7 separate regions of the Mus musculus genome follow, and all the other regions are linked to region 1. Evidence: chromatin contacts called from public HiCAR-type, Micro-C and promoter capture Hi-C data. All regions are on one chromosome and are shown on one strand. Each heading gives the region's core, a stretch centred on a gene start, on an enhancer-like site or on the middle of the called end of the contact. The rest is flanking DNA. Distances are from core to core; before and after follow the strand shown.

The links. Promoter capture Hi-C pulls out the DNA fragments that hold promoters and counts their contacts. Hi-C and Micro-C count contacts between places; a contact is called where the count stands out from the background. HiCAR-type assays count read pairs that join an accessible place to other places.
Region 2: a promoter capture Hi-C map of the HPC-7 cell line shows a contact between it and region 1, with 5 times the contacts expected there. The contact joins the promoter of Aktip here to the promoter of Mmp2 in region 1. A contact is called at or near these places in 4 of 39 promoter capture datasets (the 3T3-L1 cell line, 3T3-L1-derived adipocytes, the HPC-7 cell line and 1 more).
Region 3: a promoter capture Hi-C map of the 3T3-L1 cell line shows a contact between it and region 1, with 6 times the contacts expected there. The contact joins the enhancer-like site here to the promoter of Mmp2 in region 1. A contact is called at or near these places in 6 of 39 promoter capture datasets (the 3T3-L1 cell line, cranial neural crest, hippocampal neurons and 2 more) and 1 of 484 Hi-C or Micro-C datasets (palatal mesenchyme).
Region 4: a contact with region 1 is called in a promoter capture Hi-C map of embryonic stem cells, with 4 times the contacts expected there. The contact joins the promoter of Mt2 here to the promoter of Mmp2 in region 1. A contact is called at or near these places in 5 of 39 promoter capture datasets (the 3T3-L1 cell line, cranial neural crest, embryonic stem cells and 2 more) and 2 of 115 datasets of contacts at active chromatin or transcription factors (astrocytes and embryonic forebrain).
Region 5: a contact with region 1 is called in a promoter capture Hi-C map of embryonic stem cells, with 3 times the contacts expected there. The contact joins the promoter of Mt3 here to the promoter of Mmp2 in region 1. A contact is called at or near these places in 3 of 39 promoter capture datasets (embryonic stem cells, pre-B cells and stem cell-derived epiblast-like cells).
Region 6: a contact with region 1 is called in a HiCAR-type map of astrocytes, with 2.4 times the contacts expected there. The contact joins the promoter of Ogfod1 here to the promoter of Mmp2 in region 1. A contact is called at or near these places in 1 of 39 promoter capture datasets (neutrophils) and 3 of 115 datasets of contacts at active chromatin or transcription factors (astrocytes, embryonic forebrain and large pre-B cells).
Region 7: a contact with region 1 is called in a Micro-C map of embryonic stem cells, with 3 times the contacts expected there. The contact joins the promoter of Irx3os here to the promoter of Mmp2 in region 1. A contact is called at or near these places in 2 of 39 promoter capture datasets (embryonic stem cells and pre-B cells), 1 of 484 Hi-C or Micro-C datasets (embryonic stem cells), 2 of 115 datasets of contacts at active chromatin or transcription factors (embryonic midbrain and embryonic stem cells) and 1 of 9 other capture datasets (embryonic stem cells).

Annotation. Positions count from the first base shown.
Region 1 is chr8:92,825,794-92,828,781 of GRCm38.p6, forward strand. It overlaps Mmp2 (matrix metallopeptidase 2), which reads left to right and starts at 1,504. Exons shown (of 13, transcript NM_008610.3): 1 at 1,504-1,984. The coding sequence starts at 1,832.
Region 2 is chr8:91,132,478-91,135,465 of GRCm38.p6, forward strand. Aktip (thymoma viral proto-oncogene 1 interacting protein) reads right to left here and starts at 1,550. Exons shown (of 10, transcript NM_001302266.1): 1 at 1,423-1,550.
Region 3 is chr8:91,394,481-91,397,468 of GRCm38.p6, forward strand. All of the region lies in intron 1 of Fto (fat mass and obesity associated), which reads left to right. Among named protein-coding and RNA genes, the nearest start is that of 4831440D22Rik, 72 kb to the right of the region's middle. Within about 2 kb of position 1,376, at least 118 of the 459 cell types and tissues checked have an H3K27ac peak or open chromatin away from gene starts, as enhancers often do.
Region 4 is chr8:94,171,054-94,174,041 of GRCm38.p6, forward strand. Mt2 (metallothionein 2) reads left to right here and starts at 1,565. Exons shown (of 3, transcript NM_008630.2): 1 at 1,565-1,822; 2 at 2,074-2,139; 3 at 2,283-2,514. The coding sequence starts at 1,795. The coding sequence ends at 2,374. It overlaps Gm39227 (a long non-coding RNA gene), which reads right to left and starts at 602. Exons shown (of 3, transcript XR_879107.2): 1 at 204-602.
Region 5 is chr8:94,151,018-94,154,005 of GRCm38.p6, forward strand. It overlaps Mt3 (metallothionein 3), which reads left to right and starts at 1,590. Exons shown (of 3, transcript NM_013603.2): 1 at 1,590-1,813; 2 at 2,008-2,073; 3 at 2,884-2,988. The coding sequence starts at 1,783.
Region 6 is chr8:94,035,646-94,038,633 of GRCm38.p6, forward strand. It overlaps Ogfod1 (2-oxoglutarate and iron-dependent oxygenase domain containing 1), which reads left to right and starts at 1,553. Exons shown (of 13, transcript NM_177767.4): 1 at 1,553-1,797. The coding sequence starts at 1,644. Nudt21 (nudix (nucleoside diphosphate linked moiety X)-type motif 21) reads right to left here and starts at 1,394. Exons shown (of 7, transcript NM_026623.3): 1 at 1,132-1,394. The coding sequence starts at 1,247.
Region 7 is chr8:91,801,721-91,804,708 of GRCm38.p6, forward strand. Irx3os (a long non-coding RNA gene) reads left to right here and starts at 1,616. Exons shown (of 4, transcript XR_003947581.1): 1 at 1,616-2,000; 2 at 2,093-2,988.

The sequences.
Region 1 (2,988 bases), core at 254-2,753:
CTACAGCTGTGGTGTAGGAGAGAGGGGTCTAGCCCTGATGTCCTTCAAGGTGGCTAGCTCCGTAACGTAGTAGGAGACATGTGGGCAAAGGTGACAACCGTGAATCCCTGACCAGGTGGTAGAGAATAACAAAGTCTTGTCTGAAGAGGACGACCTAGCCTCAGCTAGTGGCTGCCATATGGAAACTGGCACCCGTGGTTGCCAGGTCTAGGGAACTTTTAAACAAAACCAGAATGTCTGATTTTTACATAAGGCTTCCCAAATTTCAAAATGCTATTCAGCCCACAAGCCACGAGTTTTCAACCCCTGCTTAAGTGAAACAACTTTTTCCGCTTTCACCACTCGCTCTCCAGCTTGGCTCTCTGACTATCCACAAGACTGGGTGGCCAGGAGCCAAATGGGGCTGAGCCAGAGGACAATCGCCCCTCCCCAGAGGTCCTTTCTACCCCCTACTCCCCAAAGCCAGAGCTGTCCCCTCAGATGGCCCAGCTCCCTCCTACAGATTCTGGTCCCAAAAGACTCCTTGCAGCTGACCCTGGCTAACCCACTCTACAGCCTGCTGGGCAAGTCTGAACTTGTCAGAAGACCACTAGATCCAAGCCACTAAGCTTTTTCAAGCCAAGGGATAGAGGACATACTCTACTCCCAGGATCTCCAACTCTGTTCAGGCAGGTGATGCTGGCTATCTCAGCACATGCCCTGGCTTCTTAATTAGATCCTAATCCCACCTCCTTTCCAGATTATCCTTGCTGGCCCCTGGGGCAGGATAACCTTACTTTTAAGACAGGGGGAATCTCCTTTGATAGAGCTTGCTGGAAATGTGTGTTCTGCTCCCACCAGGTACCCCAAGGTGCTCTTCCAGGAACAACTCAGAAGTCACATCGTCCAAGAAGCTTTTCTAGAATGTTCTTATTAGTTGTGTGTGTGTGTGGGGGGGGGAGTAAGTAAGGTCAGACTCAGTTGTCTTTCCTAAGAGAGGGAACATTTCTCAAGTTGGAGTGCTGTGTGCATCACTGTATTGTGTTCTATTGAGGACCACCAGTGAAACCAAGTAAACGTGTAGTTTGGAGAAGGAAGGCTGGTTAGATTCTATTAATTTCTATCTGGCTCTTTCTACTTCTATTCATTTCCTTGAGTGGCTCTATGGCTGATTATCTAACATTTCTGCTTTGGACCATCATGAAAGGTTGGGACCCTCTTGTTTCTAACTTTCACTTTTTGGACTCCTGTGCCCAGGAGCTCAGCGTCCTGATTCCAGTATCCCTCCAAAGGCAAGGCCCTGATCCAATCTTTAAATAAGAGTCTTCAGGACTCGCACCAGTTGTTTAGAGAAAGAGGACCTAGGTGCAGATGTGGAGTGGTAGCCCCCAGTTAGGGAGCAAGAAGGGCCAGGGTAGCTGGAGGCAGAAGGGGGATGGGGAATGGAAGAAGAGGTGGGAAGAAGCTGAGAAAGGGGGTGGGGAGGAGAGGGGCGGGTCGGACCTCACTTCCCCACCCTCCCCTCTCCACCCGGTGCTGCCAGCACTCTTCCAGCCCAGCCGGCCACATCTGGCGTCTGCCCGCCCTTGTTTCCGCTGCATCCAGACTTCCCTGGTGGCTGGAGGCTCTGTGTGCATCCAGGAGTTTAGATATACAAAGGGATTGCCAGGACCTGCAAGCACCCGCGGCAGTGGTGTGTATTGGGACGTGGGACCCCGTTATGAGCTCCTGAGCCCCGAGAAGCAGAGGCAGTAGAGTAAGGGGATCGCCGTGCAGGGCAGGCGCCAGCCGGGCGGACCCCAGGGCACAGCCAGAGACCTCAGGGTGACACGCGGAGCCCGGGAGCGCAACGATGGAGGCACGAGTGGCCTGGGGAGCGCTGGCCGGACCTCTGCGGGTTCTCTGCGTCCTGTGCTGCCTGTTGGGCCGCGCCATCGCTGCACCATCGCCCATCATCAAGTTCCCCGGCGATGTCGCCCCTAAAACAGACAAAGAGTTGGCAGTGGTAAGTTGCTATGCTGGCTTAGACAAATTTAGGAAATAGAAGACGCAGGCCACCCTCCCTCTTCTGACCCCCTCTACTGGCACACAGCCTTGGGAGGAACTTTGGTAAACATCTTTGAGGGTCTCTTTCTTGGCCAGTTGATGGAGAGGTTGGCTTTTGTAAACAACGGGGGTGGGGGTGGGGGTGGGGGGGAGGAGGCTTTGGTAAGAAGAGGCCACTGATAAGTAAGTTGGGGGAGTTCAGGGTACGTCCAAGGGACCAGGAAGAAGCAAAGGAGGGAGATGATTGCCCTGGGAAACATCTGGAAAGGGTTGCTTTTGTGAATAATAGGGACTTTGACTACTTACCTAAGGGATTTGGTTCTAGGAGGGCTTTATAAATGTCTTTTGGACCCAACAGGAGAGCTGGCAACAGAACCTTTGGCAAGCATCTTGTCAGGCCTTTAGGGCAATCAGTTTAAGGGGGAATCTCTTGAAAATGGGGTGTGTGCTTTCGCATATAATTTGTATAAGCCTTTGGCCACAAAAGGATAGCCAAAGCAAGGCTTGGCAAACTTCTGGGAAACTTTGGCACACATCTAGAGACAGGCCTTTGGTGAGATGCTGGAAGGGACCATTTGGCAAGTAATTTGAGGCTGGAGGGAAGCAGACTGTGCATTTTGAGGGATGTCTTGTTTTAATGCAGAAGTTGTCCAGGAGGGTCCAAGGAGAGTTTCTTTGAACTTTTCCCTGGGATCAGAGGACACAAGGAAACAACGCGCCTGGCTGGCAGGCCTGAGGAGCAGGAGCAGAAGGCCAGGGCGCGTGGGGCGGGGGCGGACTGAGCCGGGCTGGGGTCGGCCAGCGGCCAGTAAGACCTCCTTCTTGGCCAGACTCCAGAGCTGCGGCTTAGTTGTTGTGTGAGCGTGCGCCTGGCTCTAGGGCGTCCTGGCAGCAGCATCCATCGCATCCATCACATAAGCTAGATGGGGAGGCAACTGCAAAGCGGTACCCACTCTCCATCCA
Region 2 (2,988 bases), core at 300-2,799, 1.7 Mb before region 1:
CTGAGTTTAAAAGGATGGCTTCTTATTTATATCCCTGAAGGTGAAAGGGGTCAAAACTCACATTTCTAAGAAGCAATGCTATACCAGTATCTCTAATCAGCAGTGCCTTGTGGGCATATAGCATCCATGGGTGGGTACCAGCCAGTGCCTATAACTGCTGCCGTGCTTTCCAGGAGACAGTGTCACCCAGTAATTAAACCAGAGGACAGGGATCCCACTTCTCCCACTAACTTGCTGACTTGCAGCCAGGTAGGGCTTTGCAAACCTGCTTTTAAAGGTGGCTGACACCATAGTGCATCAAAAATTCAAGGAGGGTTATGTTCCTGTTTGGCTCAAATGAAAACTATATATTTTCCTTAAGGACTAGTAACCCACTGCCTAGACACACATGTTTTCTCAAGGTTTTTCTTCACCTCTTGAGAGGCGTGGCATTTCCTATTTGTAAATGTACTGGCACTGGGCACCTTTCATGTCTTCTGCCTTTAAAAATTCAGTACATGGCCCTCAGTTCCTCCAAAAGGTACCATGTACCGTCCAGCGCAGCCATATTTTTAACTCAGTGGTTCCAATAGCAACATAAGCACAAGGAACCGTAGCCAACTTTTCAGAAACTACAGTTTGCTAGATGAGCAATCTACCATAAGCATAGCATGACATCGTCCAATAGTAATGACAGATGTAAGGAAAACAGGTTCCATCCTTATTCGCAGAAAATACCACCAGACTTCCTGCTCCTCTGACTCTTAAAAAAAAAAAATGATTGCATGCATTTACACAGCTGAGCGAAGTCTGCATCTTCACCTATGCGACAGTGAGTATACCGCAGAGGGCCAATGAGACCTAGCTACCATCGTTCTTCTGTGACACAGAGCTAACTAATGTTATCACCCCAAAAAGGGTTTACGAAATTCCACATTAAGAGGCCACCAGACAGGACCGAGGAAAAGTAAACAGCCCGGGCCTCCGACAGCCCGGCTGGCTGGGCAGCTAGCTGGGCCGGGCACCCTGGCCCGGGGCACAATCCCATTTCGGAGCACGTAGAGAATCTGGACAAACCTGTCCCGAGGTGATGTAAGGCTGGTGCCCGGCCCTAGCCTGGAAGCGAGTTGGAGGCTGGCTGGGCCCGCTAGTCTGCAGCCGAGGCCGAGAGCCTGGGGCTTCATGTCAGCCCCTCGCCAGACAGACGGGACCCAGCGCAGGAGGGGCAGACCAAGCGGAGCAGAGCGCCACCAACCCTGCCGCCCTCTTCCTCGGGTGCAGCAGGTGCCTGCAGCGCACAGGTGCGGCCCCGCCCCCGTGTCCCCGCGCGGCCGCCGTCGCCCCGGTCCCTAGCGCACCCCAGGGAACCGAACGCCGGGCCGCGGACACAAACCCTCTGTCCTGACGACTCGGTAGCCACCAGCCCAGAGGTGAGACGCTTACCTGGATGCCCTCGGTGCGGAGCGCTGGGGGCCGAGCGCCACCGCGGGCCAACAGCATCTCCGGCTGTCCTGCAGCCCGGCCCCTGCCGCTCCTCTCCCGCAGAGCCCCGCCCCGCCCTGCCCTCAGCGGGACACGCCCTGGACACGCCCTAGACTGGGCGCTTCCGCTCGGATACCCATGCCGAATGGCTCTCTCTCGCCGTCCATCAAAAACGTACTTCCGGGAGGTGTTGGGGCTTGGAGCTCCGTCCTGCCAATCAAGTTAGCGCCGCTCGGGTGGGGCCGCGCTCGTACCTCCCCCTTACGTAACAGCGCCCAGGGACGAGCTGTCAGTCAAAGAAGCTTCAATCCCTGGGGAGGCTGGGACGAGAAACAAACAGGCACCAGGCCGCCATTGGACGTGGCGTGTGTCAGTCACCATGGATACCCACCCAGAGGTTTATGCGGCAGCCACTATAGCCAGTCTCCGGCAGTGATTGCTGCTAGCTCTTGGCTCCGCCAAGCGTCAGCCGGTATCCAGGCCTGGACTCTGAGCCACTGGCTGGAGAGGGAGGTCTGCAGCTCCCTGGTGGGAGTGATGGGATTTATTAATCAACTTGCTTAGGAGACAATAAGTGACACAGAGTAGAATTTAGCTGAGGTAGTGCTACCTTTACAATAAATCCAAAGTTATCAGGCTTGTTAGAAAGAATTCTGTAAATGTTTCTTCCCGGGGATTGATGTGCATTAGGTTCCATTCCCATAACCAAAAAAAAGACAACCCTGATTTACAACCAGCCATTAAACACATTAGCGTATCAAAGAACGTGTCTCTAACGGATACAAGCATCCTGAAGTTCTGGCCTGACATAAAGCCCCGTTTCTCTGGAGAAAAGCATAATTCTGCCCAGTGGCCAAGATGACCCTCTGTAACGACTATTATCGAACAACACTGATGTACTTAAGAAATAATTCTGGCGCCGGGCAGTGGTGGCGCGCACGCCTTTAATCCCAGCACTTGGTAGGCAGTGGTAGGCAGATTTCCGAGTTCTAGGCCAGCCTGGTCTACAGAGTTCCAGGACAGCCAGGGCTACACAGAAAAACCCTGTCTTGAACCCCCCCCCCCAAAAAAAAAAAAAAAGAAGGAAGGAAGGAAGGAAGGAAGGAAGGAAGGAAGGAAGGAAGGAAGGAAGGAAGAAATCTGGCAATATTTGGCTGTGTAAATCTTAAATGGCCAGACTTGCAGCCTACAGTCTCTGTTTCTACTGTGGCCTGCATCCCTTAGTCCCTACTTGTTACAAGATATGTCTGGCCCCTACTCTAATTTTTCCCCGCCCGGGAAACATGCTGCCTTTCTCCCTAGAAGCCCTTCCCCATGTAACTCAGCCATTTTGGTTACCTGCTCCTTTCAGTTTACCCCTTACTCTCTTAGCCAGTCTCTTAGACCAAGCTGCCTCTCTTGGTTGGCAGCTCCCCTTCTAGCTCTCTGTTTCCACATCTCCTCAGGTGGCGCAGCTCAGTCTGGGGATGTTCACTCTCCCAGATGTCTCTGCCTCTGTCTCTGCACCCCCTTTTATCTGCCATAAAC
Region 3 (2,988 bases), core at 126-2,625, 1.4 Mb before region 1:
CTTTCCCATGGCAGGCTGTTTGATCTTGGTTTAATGGCTAAAGCTTTGTATAATTACAAAGAAATCCAAAATCCTACTGGTCTCAAGTGTGCCTGTTTGCAGTTGGACTGCTAGCAGGGAAGTGCCAGGTTTGATTGTGCTAAACCCTGGCCAGACACATGGCAAAGTGGCATGGAGCTCTGACTCCTGACCTTTTGATGGGCTACCAAGGTGTATAATTTCAGGATGCTAAGTGCCCTTGAACACAGCTGAGAGAACGTGGCTTTTTCTTCTGATCAGGAGGGATTTTTGCCTTTTGGAAATGTCAAAGAGTTTGTTATTAGGTCCTCAGAGCTAGGATGTCAGTAGAAAGGGCAGCAAGGGATTTCTAAACTCAGCAGTTGCTCTCGTTAACCTGAGTGGTTGGATTCACTTTCAAAATCAAAGCCTGTGTGGTGGTGCGGGGCAGGGTCTCAGTAAGTAGCATCTCTGGTTCCAGCTGAAGAATCTGGAGCAGCCTGGAGAACTTAGCATCGGCATGCAGGGCAGTGTCAGGGCCACTGGAGAGCTGCTGGGAGTCACTGGTCCTTAGGACAGGCTCTTCCATTCTATCCTGTTACATGCACTGCTTTGATATTAATATCACTTCCTTCAGGTATGTAAACATCCCCCAAGGTCTAGCCATTCCCAGTCACTCCTTAACCATACTTCCCTTTGGCTTCACTTCAGTTGCTTTTGCATTCGTTTGGCAGTTTTCTTCAGGAGACCTTTTCTCATTTGAAACTTGGACTGTATTGTACAGCCCCCAAAATGGTGATTAGAGCTGAGAACTTTAAAAAGTTAAGTCAGTGAGACAAGTAAATTGGTTTTCAAGTTATGTGAAGAGCTTGTGCATGTTATTTTGAATCTGTGGTTTTTGTTGAGTTTTTTTCCCTTAAAAGAGAGGCCTTTGAGACTAAAAAATATTGCAGCTAACTTGGTTGAATGGAGGCCAAGTATTGCCGTCTTAAATAAGGAGAACATGGAAAGTGGCATGTTATCCAGCACACATGAAGGTGGCTCTGCTGGAGACCTGGTCCTTCCCCTAGACAGCTGCTCAGCAAAAGGAGAGATGACAGAAGTCTCAATGATTGAATTACATCGACTCTGAGTTCATTGTCTTTCCATAGTAACAATAGATAGAAGAAGAGTTATTTAACCTGACTCAGAAAGGATGTAAATTGGAGCAGGAGAACTTGTTTTTCATTAGTCAATTTGCTAAAAATGTACAAGTTTGGTAATAACTGGTGTTTGATTCGATGAAGAAATGGGAGTTGTCCTCTGATGGACATGTGAATTGATACCAGGAGGGCAGTTTCACTGTATGAGTCAGAACCCTTCAAAGTCCTGTGAGTCACTGTAGCCTGGGTAATCCCCTGCTGAGAAACTGTCCTGAAGAATCCTGTGCCTTCCTGCATCACACTACGTGCGTGCCCTTTGCCCCCAACCACAGAGATGGCAGGAATGAGACAGTAAAGGAACACAAGAAGACAAGTCGTAGCTGGGTTTGTAGACAAGATGCATTACACACTGGAAGGACCTGAACAGAAAGGGTAAGCAGCTAGATTAAAGCCTCCATCCTACAGAGGGTCTGGATGTTGAGACAGAAAGTAGAATTTAAGAAAGTCAGGAATACAGGTTTACCACTGCAGACGAGCATGGAAGTAACTAACCTGCCCGCCCCCCCCCCCAAACCAGGGTTTGCGGTGAAGGTTCACTTTTTTGAAACGGAAATTGGAAGAAGTCCCATGACCCCAGGAGAGCTGTAGTTTATTTTGATCTGTGGGTCTTAAGGAACAGAAGGGGTGTGTGTGTGTGTGTGTGTGTGTGTGTGTGTGTGTGTGTGTGTGTGTAGAGAGAGAGAATGTAACAAATGTAACACTGTGACAAAGAACATTGGAGTCCTTAAAGAAAAAAAAAAAAAGAAGGAAGGAGGAACAGACAGAGGGATAGCAGAATAGAAGTAAACCTAAGCAGATAATCACATCAGGGGGCTGGAAAGATGGCTCAGTGGTTAAGAACACTGGCTGCTCTTCCAGTTTCTAGCACCCACAGGGTGACTCACAACTATCTGTAAGTCCACTTGCACGGCATCTAATGCCCTCTTCTGGCCTCCACAGGTACCAAGGATATACACGATGCACAGATAACCATGCAGGCAAAATACTCATACACATAAAAATACATTTAAATTTTAAAAACCACATTAGGCTAATGAGATGAATCAATCAATGATATTTTTGCCCTGCAAACAAGAGGACCTGAGTGTACATACACACGAACACACGCACACGTACACACATACAAGCCATCCTTGGCAATGAACATCTATAATTCTAAAAAGCTGGGAGAGCAAAGATAAGAGTATCTCGGGGCTCACTGCTCAGCTTGTCTGGACAGATTGACAGGCCCAGGTCCACTGGACAGATTGGCAGGCCCGGGTCCACTGAGAGACCCTGACTCAAAATACAAGCTGAAGAACAATCACAGAAGGCAGATGCTGACCTCTGACCTCCATGTGCACATACATGCACACAGACATACAAACATGTACTTCACATTCACATGTTCAAAAATATTAAGCACATTTTAAAGATTCAGCATAATTTCTCATAAGCACTTTAGAGACATCACCCCCATCTGCCAGTGTCTACGGATCCACAGGACGCACCTCTTGTTTCCATTTTATCTTGTATTTCGGGATATGTTCCACCGTATCTTTTCTATTCTACAGTTTCAACATAAATTGAAACCTCTCCACCTAGCTTTCAGATTTCCTGCCCTTTCTCTTTTGAACCTTTCGTCTCTTTAAGCTAAATTCTATGAGATTTCTTAGTACTCTCTCAACTCATCAATTTTCTTCGTAAATGTGTGGAGTCCACCGTTCATCCCATCTATGAATTTATTCTCTCAGGTCAGTACGGTGGTTGCACCTGTTATCCCAGCACCAGAAATGAGGCGGGAGTGTTG
Region 4 (2,988 bases), core at 315-2,814, 1.3 Mb after region 1:
TATAGCCAAAGCTGGACTGGAACTCACTATGTAGACTAGGCTGACCTTGAACTCACAGAAATTTACGTGCCTCTGCCTCTTGAGTGCTCTGATTAAAGGAACTGGCGGATACATCCAGTCTACGACGTACTTCCATTTTCAAAATCTAAGTCCTAGCGGGAAGTGAGAACTGGGCAGGAATAACCGTACCGTGGGTTAGTTACCTCCATGAATTTACGGGACTTGGCCAGCGGTGACTGCCAACAACATCCTGGCTTGAGGCTGGAGTTACAGCAAAGACTGCTCTGGGGTCAGTCTGGAAAGGGAGCACGGGAGCCCAGAAATCAATCCGGTTCAAGTTCATAGCCAGGGCAGCCACAGAAAGTGCCAGGAAGGGAAAGGACACGGTGTTTAATCACACAATCCATGGACAGCCGTGGGCATCCAGTAATGCCTGGAATGAGTCAAGAAGGCATTGCCCCAGTTTTCACTAAGAGCTGCGAGGACAGCCTGTCCTGTTACAACCCACCCACAGCCTCCGTTGAAAGTATCCGAGTCGGCCTGCCGGGAAGCTTCCGGCACCAGTTTCCTGGCTCTGCAGATGACACAGACATTCCAGCTATGACTTCCAGTCTGATTTCAGCAGACTTAAGCAAGTGGGGAAACACCATGTACCTCCAGGGGAAGAAATTTTGGCTGCCATCTCCACCCTTCCCCTCAGCATCCACCCGTGGGTGGAGGTGGGTCGGGTTACGTGGGGCTTTCCATCCGTGTGTTTCAGAACACCACCATCTGGCCCTTCCTACTTGGCAAACACCCTGGCAAAGGGCCCTGGTCCATATCCTCCCAGAATGGACTGCTTTCGTTCTCTTGAATTCCACCTCCAGCAAAGACCCCCACCATTTTTTCCTGTCACTCGCTGCCCTCCCCCCGCCCCCCAAGAGTAAGTCTTAGCACAAGGCTTGTGTCTATGGTCTCTAGTCTCTTGACAACTGGCTGGTGCCTTAGTGGATTCGAACCCTACACTCATCTTGGGCAAGTGACTATGTGACTGCGTCTCCGTTTCCACTTTTCTACGGTGAGAATAATGAACACTCCAACCAGCGTTTGTAAGGAAAAACGACAGCTCTTACGGTGCCCGCAGCACGTGACACGCAGGGGGGCAGGAGTACATCACCAACAGCAGTTAAGCCAGGGGTAGGGCTGGTTTTTGTAACCGGTTCACACTGCCAGCTAAGTTTTCCTGTACGCAGGGTCTCCAAGCCCCGCTTTCACCCAGGTTAGCACACAAGACATGCGCGGAAACTGTGTCCCCGTGGCGTGATCTGGGCGGCCAGAGGTCTCGTCGCTCAGCATCGCCTCTGCACCCGGCCCCTCGGGCCCCGGGGCACCGCAAAGGGCGCGCGCGGGAGCAAGCAGGTGTCCTGGAACCGGTTCCCACCGGATCGCAGACCCTTTGCGCTCAGCTCCTTTGCTCTCAGTCCCTGAGCCCAGAGAAAGGGGGTGTGACTCAGCGCGGGGGGTGGGGGGAGGGCGTGTGCAGGCTCTGTCCCACGAGCAAAAAGAGGGCCGCTTGCAGAATTCGGGTCGTGCGCAGGCCCAGGGGCGTGTGCTGGCCATATCCCTTGAGCCAGAAAAAGGGCGTGTGCAGGCGGCGGGGGCGCGTGCATGGTGCCTTCCACCCGGGCGGAGCTTTTGCGCTCGACCCAATACTCTCCGCTATAAAGGTCGCGCTCCGCGTGCTTCTCTCCATCACGCTCCTAGAACTCTTCAAACCGATCTCTCGTCGATCTTCAACCGCCGCCTCCACTCGCCATGGACCCCAACTGCTCCTGTGCCTCCGGTAAGGGGGACTGCTGACGGGATTTCTGGGAGAGCTAGACAGGCTTTTTGGCCCCTCCTTTAGTAATTACTTTAAGGGTACGACCGGCTACCCCTTCCGAATGAATTCTGAAGCACTCCTGCTCCTTTAAACTAGTCCTTGAGATAGTGGCTCGCCTACCCGGGTGATTTGCCTCACCTTCCTAGGAGAACAGCGTTCAGGTACTCCCGGGTCCCACTCAACCGCGCTCACTGACTGCCTTCTACTTTTAGATGGATCCTGCTCCTGCGCTGGCGCCTGCAAATGCAAACAATGCAAATGTACTTCCTGCAAGAAAAGTAAGTTGGATCTTCTCTGCCATTTCCCCGTCACTCTCCTGGGGTCCCTAGCCCGCCGCGCCGCGCCTTCCCTCCCGGGAGCGTTCAGGTGGTGTGCCTCTGACAAGGTTTCTCGCTCACGTTCAACTCTTCTCTCCCCACAGGCTGCTGCTCCTGCTGCCCCGTGGGCTGTGCGAAGTGCTCCCAGGGCTGCATCTGCAAAGAGGCTTCCGACAAGTGCAGCTGCTGTGCCTGAAGGGGGGCGGAGGGGTCCCCACATCTGTGTAAATAGACCATGTAGAAGCCTAGCCTTTTTTGTACAACCCTGACTCGTTCTCCACAACTTTTTCTATAAAGCATGTAACTGACAATAAAAGCCGTTGACTTGATTAATTCAGCTTGTCTCTGTGCATTGGTTAAGGGCTGGCAGAGGCGTTGAGATGGGACTGCAGCAGCTGAATTTGAGCTAGTCGGATTATATTTCTCTGGACTTTGACCGCCTAGAAAGTGGTCATGCAGAAGCATGCATTGGTCACAGAAATGGGCCATTCCTACTGGGCGTGTGTGTGTGTGTGTGTGTGTGTGTGTGTGTGTGTGTGTGTGTGTGTGTATTGGGGATTAAACCGAAAGCTTCCTGCTTACTAAACCCAGGTGCTCTAATGCGCCACATCCCTACCCCTAATTATTTTCGGTTTTTAGGCTTAAAGTATGAAATACCTGTAAATAAAAATGGGAGTGAGTCAGATATGACGTCTCCCACGAGTAATAACCCCAACACTTGAGAGCCTGAGGCAGAAGGACCACTAACTCTGAAGCCAGCTTGGTCTCAAATTTTGGTGACCTTTGGTTTTGAGGCCAGATCTTAACTGT
Region 5 (2,988 bases), core at 340-2,839, 1.3 Mb after region 1:
TTGCCTAATCAAGCAAGCTGTATAAGCCCTGGAGGTCCAAGGCCTAAAGCAAAGAAGAAGTGTGAGGCCGGAGCACATGCAGGGCGAATGGAAACAAACTCAAAGCCAGAGCTAGAGTCGCTGGGGCCTGAGATCTGAATGACTCAGCACTGTTAGAATGACTCGGCACCACCATTAGAATGAGCCCCAGCTTCAAGCTCAATGGCACAGGAGGGAGACTCCATCTCCTCTCCTGGTCCTTCTCATCCTCTCCTCCTTTCTTCTTTTCTTCCTTGTTTTTTAACTCCACTGAAACTTAACCTCAAGGATCACGGGTATTGGGTCTACAAAGGAAAACCCTGGGTGGCTGGGGAAAGAACCCGGTTGGTACGTACACTTGCTATGCAAGCATGAGGAGCTGAGTTCTGATGTTCAGCATCCACATGAAAGTCAGGCACAACTGCACATGCTTAGTACCGCAGCACCGGGAGAGGGGGAGCAAGACAGGGAACCCCCAGCCTGCCACCCTTGCTGACCAGCAAGCATCCAGTTCAGCCAGAGACTCCATCTCGAGGCAGTGAGGCAAAGGGTGATAGAGGACACCAATGTCGTCCTCTGGTCTGTACCTGCATGTGCACCGTCACATACCCCAACACACCCCTCCTTGGCCAAGCCATTTTGAAGTCCACTTGTTCAGCTCAGATTTGGAATAGAAGCTCAGTTCTGTCTGATGGACGATTAGAGTAGGGCTGGGTATCTCACCACTGCATCCCACCTCGTCCCAGGGCATCCCACCCCATCCCACCCCTGACAGCCTAACCCTGAGGCCAAGTATGGTGTTGCACATTCATTATCCCAGCACTCAAGAGATTGAGACAGGAGAACCCTGAGTTCAAAGCAGCCAGCTTGGGCTACAAGAGGATTAAGAGTTTGAGATACTCCCATCTCAAAAATAAGTTAAACAAAATAAATAAAAAATAAAGCTAGCATCGGTGGTGTGCACCTTTGATCCCAGCAGCTGGCAGGTGGATACAGAAGGGATTAAGAGTTTAGGTCTTCCTTGGCTGCAAAACAATTTGTATAATTCCTTGGTTACATAAAAAAAAAGACTAGACTGGACTACCTAAGACTCTGTCTCAATAACAAAGAGAAGCAACCTCGAACTACCTCCAAACAGAGAATGGTGGTCCCTAGTGGGTGTCTCTGTAAAATTTATCTGGGCTAAGGAGGTGCTCAGGGTCCTGTAGAAGGGCTTTATAGGAAATATTGGGACAGAAAAGGCCACGAGTCTTCCCACCAAACTGCAGGTGTCAGGTAGGATCTGTCAGGTCTCCCCTTTCTAGCCTTCTTCAAGCATCTTGGGAGCATCTTTGCTGCTGCTGCTGCTGCTGCTGCTGCTGCTGCTGAGATGATCAGCAGCAGGCTCACTGCTCAGCATCCCGTTTGGACCAAACTGATCAAGACAATCTGGGAGAAGAGGGAGAAGAACCTACGGGAAGGGGCAATACTAATTTGTCTCTCTCAACTTGCAAAGATGGTACTGCGCAGGCACCTTCAGGGAGACGGCTGCAGTGGCAAGGAGTGGACAGCGGACAGGCTACTTTGGTCCTACACTCAGTGGAGACTCGGGACAGCAGTGCACACACACGGAGAGCAGGCGCTGTGCGTGCATAGGGGCGGGCGCCAAGTCGCTGCTTGCGCGCCCCCGCCTGGGGCTATAAAAGCCTTGCCACCTGCTGCCCTGGCTACGTAGCGCATCCGCTTGCCGGGAGGAACCAAGCTACGGCGGCTGCTGGACTGGATATGGACCCTGAGACCTGCCCCTGTCCTACTGGTGAGCCCCTTCCCCCTCCTGCAGCACTTTGCCCTTTCCTGGCAAAGAACCCACTCCTCTGTCTTCACTCAAGGACATTTGGGGGAGGAGTCCCTTCCCCCTACCCCCATCTTTAACCCTGTGATGATGATAATCTTCATTTAGGCATGGGGACGCCAGGTTTCCCTAGTATAATTCTTCGTGTGCTCTCTTAGGTGGTTCCTGCACCTGCTCGGACAAATGCAAGTGCAAGGGCTGCAAATGCACGAACTGCAAGAAGAGTGAGTGCACCCCCCCACCCCCAACCCCTGCCATAACCTCCCGCCGCGCCCACCCCACCCCCACCAGACACTATGAAGCAAAGCTTCCTGCTGCAGACCTTCAGATACCGAGGCTATTACAACCAATGTTAATTAACCCAATGTAAGGGGGATATTTTGATGAATTTCCGGAAGCTATTAAGATAGCCGCTTTGAAAGCTGAGCCCCACTCTTCGATTTTTCCAGAGCCCGAGGATCCCCAAGGAAGAATGGGGGGGTCAGCTTTAAAGTTGTAGTGCCTTGGCCCTTCTTAGGCTTTGTGGGGTCTCCTCAATCTGCTCTTTCCAGATTTCAGCGATGTAATATGCTTGGGGTGAGGTGTAGAGGTAGGACCAGCGCTTTCTTCTTCTCGAGTGTGGCTATGCATAGATCTCACGGATGTGCTGGCCTCGACATTATCCCTGCCCCTTCCCTGCTGCAATTCCGTCTCAGTACCTTTTACATTGGCTTGCCTTTTCCACCAGACCTAACTCTCCCTCTGGCCCAGGCCTGAGCCCAGCATTCCCAGGGAATTCCCTAGCACCCACCCAAAGAGCTGTGTGCTAGTTATAGGGTGACTCTCTACAGAGGCCCGGCAGTCACTGCAGTACCATGGATGCTGAGTCAGACCTGATGTGGCAGTATGAAGGGAGAGCCACCTGTCCTGGGCAAAGCCTGATGACTGTCCAGCCTCCCATACTGCTTTCCTCTGCCCTTTGATGGAGACAGATGCCGACATCAGACTGGGCACATATGTGCGCCCGCGCACACACACACACATTTTATCTACAGGCTGCTGCTCCTGCTGCCCTGCCGGATGTGAGAAGTGTGCCAAGGACTGTGTGTGCAAAGGTGAAGAGGGGGCCAAGGCAGAGGCCGAGAAATGCAGCTGCTGCC
Region 6 (2,988 bases), core at 303-2,802, 1.2 Mb after region 1:
TTTATGGGAATCTTATAAGCACTTAAGTGACAGAAAATTAAAGTGCTACTGTGAATTGTGGGACAAAAGTAAATTTGCACAGACACGACTGTCAACTATTTCCACATTTTATAAACCTTGCATTTCATTACCGAAGTTTGCGTGCCATTACTTGTTTTGTCAAAAACAATAGTAGTAGTTGTTCTTGAGAACAGTTCTCAAGAGCTCAACAAGTTTTCAACTTCATGTCACATTTAGTTTTAGGAGGAATGGTTTATTTACTTGAATATGAGAGATTTGTTTATTTATTTGAATATGAAAGGTGAGTCACTAAAATGACTTACACAAACCCCACTCTCAGCAATGTCTTGCACATTTTAAACAAATAACCAGTCTAAACTGGACACTTTTTTCCCATTAGAATCAGCTCCACACTAGGGAATGAGGTACCAAACATTATAAGCTATATCCCAATCTCAATTTCTTGCCACAACAAAATTTTGTTTGAGTGATCCCGAAATGCAATCATCTGCTTAAGACAAAGGTTTGTTGAAAACAAAACAGCCTGCAAACAGGCTGTCGGGACAACATGTAAGGTACCTCCGACCTCTGAAAGTACAACCAGACAACAGAGTGTGTCCTCGCAATTTTAGGTCTACTGGGAGTCTGCAATGATACTGTATGTTGGCACTTTGGTAGACAAGACATACAAATGCAAAAAGGTAGACCAAACAGCGCGAAAATTAATAAAATGTGGCCACTGGATGGAACACTACCCAACATTTAAAGGGGGAAAAAAAAAAACTAGGATGTCAGAGGTTAATCTGGAAAAGTTACTGTAAAAGAAATGTACACCCTACAAAACTGAGAATTGTTCAAATAAACACAAATACATGTGCGATGAAACAACCAGCAACGGATTGAAAGGATACACACATTATGAATTCAAAGCAAACGCAGGTTCTAACCATGGCTGAATGAAGGGAAAGGGGGAAACGAACCTCGCTTTTAAAATAGGAAAACTGCCAAGTCGGGGTCGAGAAACAGGTCTAGGAAAGAAAGCGCGCATCCCGGAAGGGACAACCCGCATCCGGCGTGAGGGAGGAGCGCGCACTGGGAGAGCATCAACGGCCGAGGCCGCGCCGCACTTACAGATTAATGGTGCGCTCCAGGGTGAGGGGCTTGGTCTGCTGGATGTACTTGTTGCCGAACTGGTTGACCCCCCGGGGCCAGCCCGTCTGCGAGCGATTGGGCGGCACCACAGACATGCTGAACAGCTCCGACGCCGGGGACGTGCAGAAAGCGGGGGCCCGGGGAGACGTCCGCGGGGCGGGCAGCGGTTATCTGCGTCCCGCTCAGCAGCCACCACCCGCCATTAACAGTCGAGAGCAAGAGGCGCGGAACACACGCCGGAAGTGAATACGCTCCGGAGGCAGGAAGTTGGGAGGCAGGCCACTGCGACCATTTGACCAATTGCTGGCGGCGTGACGCAATATGTTGATCTCCCATTGGTTATTTTTGTGGAGATCCCGCCTCCCTGTGCTTTACTGCCTTTCCATTGGGTAATGCTGGTGAAATAAGGAAAGAGGGTTTTCGGGAACTGTAGTTTCTGGAGGGAAGTAGCGTCCTGACTTCCTTGGCGTGGGTCTGTGCACCGTGAGAAGATGAACGGGAAGCGGCCGGCGGATCCTGGCCCAGCGCGGCCAATGAAGAAGGGAAAGAAGCAGGTATCGGCAGAGTTTTCGGACGCTGTCACTGAAGAAATCCTGAGGAAGCAGGTGGCTGAGGCCTGGAGCTGCCGGACACCGTTCAGCCATGGTAATGGGGTGCTGTAGGGAGGCGCGGCAGCAAGAGGTGTGGGGAGGATCGCAGCCACCTCCGACCCGGGCGCTGACTGCTGCTCGGTTCATTCCATATTCTGCTTGATTTGGCAAGCCTGGGGAGGAAAATAAATATAAGCTCCGGACACTATGGGGAAGTGGGAGACATGTAGCCTGGGGGTTGAATTCTAGAATCAGAGGTCACTCAGAATCCCTCTGCTGATTGTACGTCATTGGGCAATGCATATAACTTTGCTTAAGGGCCAGTTTCTTCGTTTATAAAACGGAATCGTTAATAGTATTCCCCCTCCGAAAGATGGGATTGACAAACTAATGTTTGTAGACATTCATAAACGTTTCCTTGAGAACCGGTAAATAGCTAGCAAGCGAGGGTCACTCTCCGCTGTTACGTGGACTGTCTAACCCACGCTGGTGTTGAAAGCTGCCAGAGAAGCAAGCACCTGGATTTACCAGTTTTCACGTACCTTGTCGTTGGCCTAAGTGACGCACAAAACCAACATAATCTTGAAAGGAACGATCATTCCAGACATAGCTACAAGTTATTACCTTATACAATGTGACTCTGGCTGGGTGCGTCTTGAATTTTCTCAGACTTGCCGATTGTCTGTTTCATTTGAGTGTTTAAACAGGGGAACCCCTGGGCGCTCAGGACGCAGGCAGAAGATGATTACATAAAATGCAGGCTCCGGCTGCCCAGAGACTTCTCAGTTTCTTTGTCTGTTGCAAAGGCGTAGTGACTATATCATCGATTCCTCAGTTGTAGAGAATATAAATGAAATAATGCTTATAAGGCACCACTGGGTCAAGATTGGTTGTTATTCATAATCTAGTGGAAGTGAAATCAGTTAGAGGTTAAAAACCACCTGTTTTTTTTTTTTTTGTTTTGTTTTGTTTTGTTTTGTTTTTAAACCCAGAAATTTAGGGAAAGAAAGGGTGGTATTAAAGAGAAATAGCCAGCCAGTTTTGCTACTCTTATTATTTGTTTTACTTCGCTCTGGAGAGAATGAGTTAAGAATCTAAAATGTGGGGCTGGAGAGATGGTTCAGTGTTTAAGAGCACTGACTGTTCTTACAGAGGTCCTGAGTTCAATTCCCAGTAACCTCATGGCTCACAACATCTGTAATGGGATCCGATGCCCTCTTCTGGTCTGTCTGTAGAGAGTGACGGT
Region 7 (2,988 bases), core at 366-2,865, 1.0 Mb before region 1:
TCCTGGACGCTGGGAAACTGCGGTTCTTTTTGCTCTTTCTGTTTCTCACGGTTGCTTTTGCTCACCTTTCTGCTCTCTTCACTTTTCCTAGTCTGACTCCTCTCTTTTAAATCTCTTTACTCTCTCGTTCTCTCTTCCCCTCTTCCCCGGTCTCCGCACCCTGAGCTAAGGCGGCTTAAAGTTGAAGACACTTAGAACGCTGTGCGGGGGGTGTGTGTCCGCGTCAGTGTCTGTGTGTCCGTCCCCGCCCTTCCACCCCCTCCTTCACCCTTCCCCAAATCTCGAGTCTGACGTCGCGCCCTCTTATTCGACTTTTCCCTGCGTCTCCTCCTGGAGTCGCCAATCACCCGGGAGCCTTCTGGGCGAGGCGGCCCTCCCCCGCGAGTACAGAGCGCCGGGCGGGGCGGGGCGGGACTGGACTCAGTCTCTTCCCGCCCCCTCCTGCCCGCACTCGGAGGGGAGAGCCGAGACCACGAGTGGCGGCTTAGTACAGGGTCACCTAGCCCCTCAGGTCTTCCAACTCCTCAATTCTCAGCCCCCTTCGAAGCTGTAGTTCCGGGTTGGGACAGGACCCTGGACCAAGGCAGGCTTCCGGGGCTTCCCGCCCTCCCCCCCCCCCCCCCGTGGCTCCCTTTGCACTTTTCAGCTCTGGTCCCTAGGTCGTTCTCCAAAGCCTAAGCCTGCAGCTAAAAGAGTGAACGTGCTGCCTGGGAGTTGGGAGTGCTGCCTCTCCGAGCTTTAAAAGACCTATTCTGTGCTGGGTGGGGGGAGGGCGGGGGAACCCCGCAGTTTGCTACATTTACACCTCCAGGGTACCTTGTTGAGAATCCTCACAAGAAATAGTGAGTTTGGCGCCTAGGTGGTCTGGTGGAACAAGCAAGGAGTTGGTGGAGCTCCTGGCTATGGAGTGGGGGAGGAGCAGAGAAACTTAGAGCCTAGGCTCTGGGAACTTTCCGAAAGCTCTTCCGAGAAGTTTCTATGTTGGTGTGATTTTTTTTTTTTTAATTGCGACCATTCATTTCACTATCCCCCTCCCCTTTCCGCTCTCTGGTCCCCAGACCCAGCGTTTTTCTTTTGGCGAGAATTCCCCCAGAGCCGTAGAGAGTGTGCATTGTGGGGGCGGGGAGCAAGACTTTGGTTTTATGGTAGGATATTTCCTAAATCTAACTTGAAATGTGAGTGTCCAAGTGCCCACCGTCACGGATTAGTGTGTGCAGTGGAAAGTCATACTGAAATTCCCGGGATAGCTGGAGCTCCCAGATAAGGCTGTAGCGGCGACCCACGCGCGGGCCAGGCCTGCTGTGGGCCTGCGGACTGAACAACTCCCCGGCTGCGATTCTTCAGTAGAGTGAAGAGCCCTAGCTTAGAGGCAGAAAAACCACCCCAAGGGCCTCCGACTGAACTAAGAATCAAACCGGAACTCGCCAGCTTGGAGGAATCTAAGGGTCCCGGGCTGGCCGGGCTCTAGTGTGAATACAGTTAGGGAATGGATTTCTTTCTCCCTGGCCCTGGCCTCCAGTTTTGACCCCCATGTCCCACCTCTGGCTGCATTCCACTGACCTTAGGCTCCAGGAGGTACTAACTCAGAAAATTAGTGGGAGAAACACAAACAGAAGTTTGGGGAGCTACCAAGTCTAGGGTTCGATGTCAGCATGTGGGGTCTTCCTAAATTGAATCTGTGCAGCTTCTCTGTGGTCTCCTGGTCTCCTTGCCTGGTGCTGGAGGTTGGCTTTAAGGTGAGCCTGGACAGAGGAGGCATAGTAGGATCAGCTCAGGCCTTCGAATGGCTTCCCCGCAGCCTGATTCCGTTTCTGGTTAAACCTGTCACAGGAAGCCAGGGCTCACCTGCTCAAGCAAAGGTCTTAGGGTTGTAGAATAGAGGTGACATTATTTTCCAGGATCTTTCCTGTGTATAGGATGGTGAGTCTTTTAAGACAGCCGGGACGACCTACCTACACAGAACTGGACCAGACCAATGGGCGACAGAGCCAGATTGCAAGGTGGGCGAAGGGGTTTCGCTGTACATGTCTGGGCAAAACCACGAGTATTTCATTCCTTTTTGTTTGTTTGTTTGTTTTGTTTTGTTTTTCAGAAGGGAAAGAAAAACAAAACGCAACACCACACAACAACACCACACAAGAGCCTCTGAGATGCTCCTTCCTTCCTTACTGCATTAACCAGCTATCGACCTGGTTGTGTCCGATTGCGATGATGGGCTGAGAGAAAGAACACCGGAAGAGCCAGGCTGTTCTCAGGAAGGACTCACGCCGGCCACGGGGCCGCCCCTGGCCCAGAGGGTGAACCTCTAGACCCAGGCATGAACCTAAGAACCTCGCTTAATTAGATTCCTCCAGGCATCCCAGGCCTGGAGTAGAAACAGCTACCAGTTACCCCGTGACCAACTGGGAAGAGCTTTGGTCTGGCCCTGAAATCAGCAACCCACGCCGGGACCCAGTATCCCAAGCGACTGGAGTCACTGCATGGCTCTGATTCCTCAACAAGACCAGGCCAGTGGAACTCAGCTCTTAGACTAAACTCGCGAGTCCGCGGAGAGCTGAAGCTTTTCATGGGATTTTTAATCCAGGAGATTAGGTCAGACAGACAGATTCGCACAGAGAGTGAGGAGAAGCAGGTGCATCGGGAGTTGATTGGGGAAAGACCTGAGCGCAACAGCAGGAGACCAGCAGGAGCTTCTCCCTCACCCCCTCTTTCTCCCAACAGGCACAGTGCACAAAGCGCTCGCCGCGGACGCTCTGTGGTCTGGGATCAGGGCGCCAGGAGCATACAGAAAAGGTGTACGCCGAGGACACGTGGCGCACGAAGCTGTGCGCGCTGGAGGACAACTACAAGGGGTGCCCTATGTGTAGCCAGAGGCCCACCAGCTTCGGGGTCGGACACTCCGAACCACCAGCCCCCATCTCTTCCCTCCCCTGGTCCAGCTCCCCGATGTGCCCGTGCCCCCCGTCGTTGGGAGCTTCTGCAGCTGTG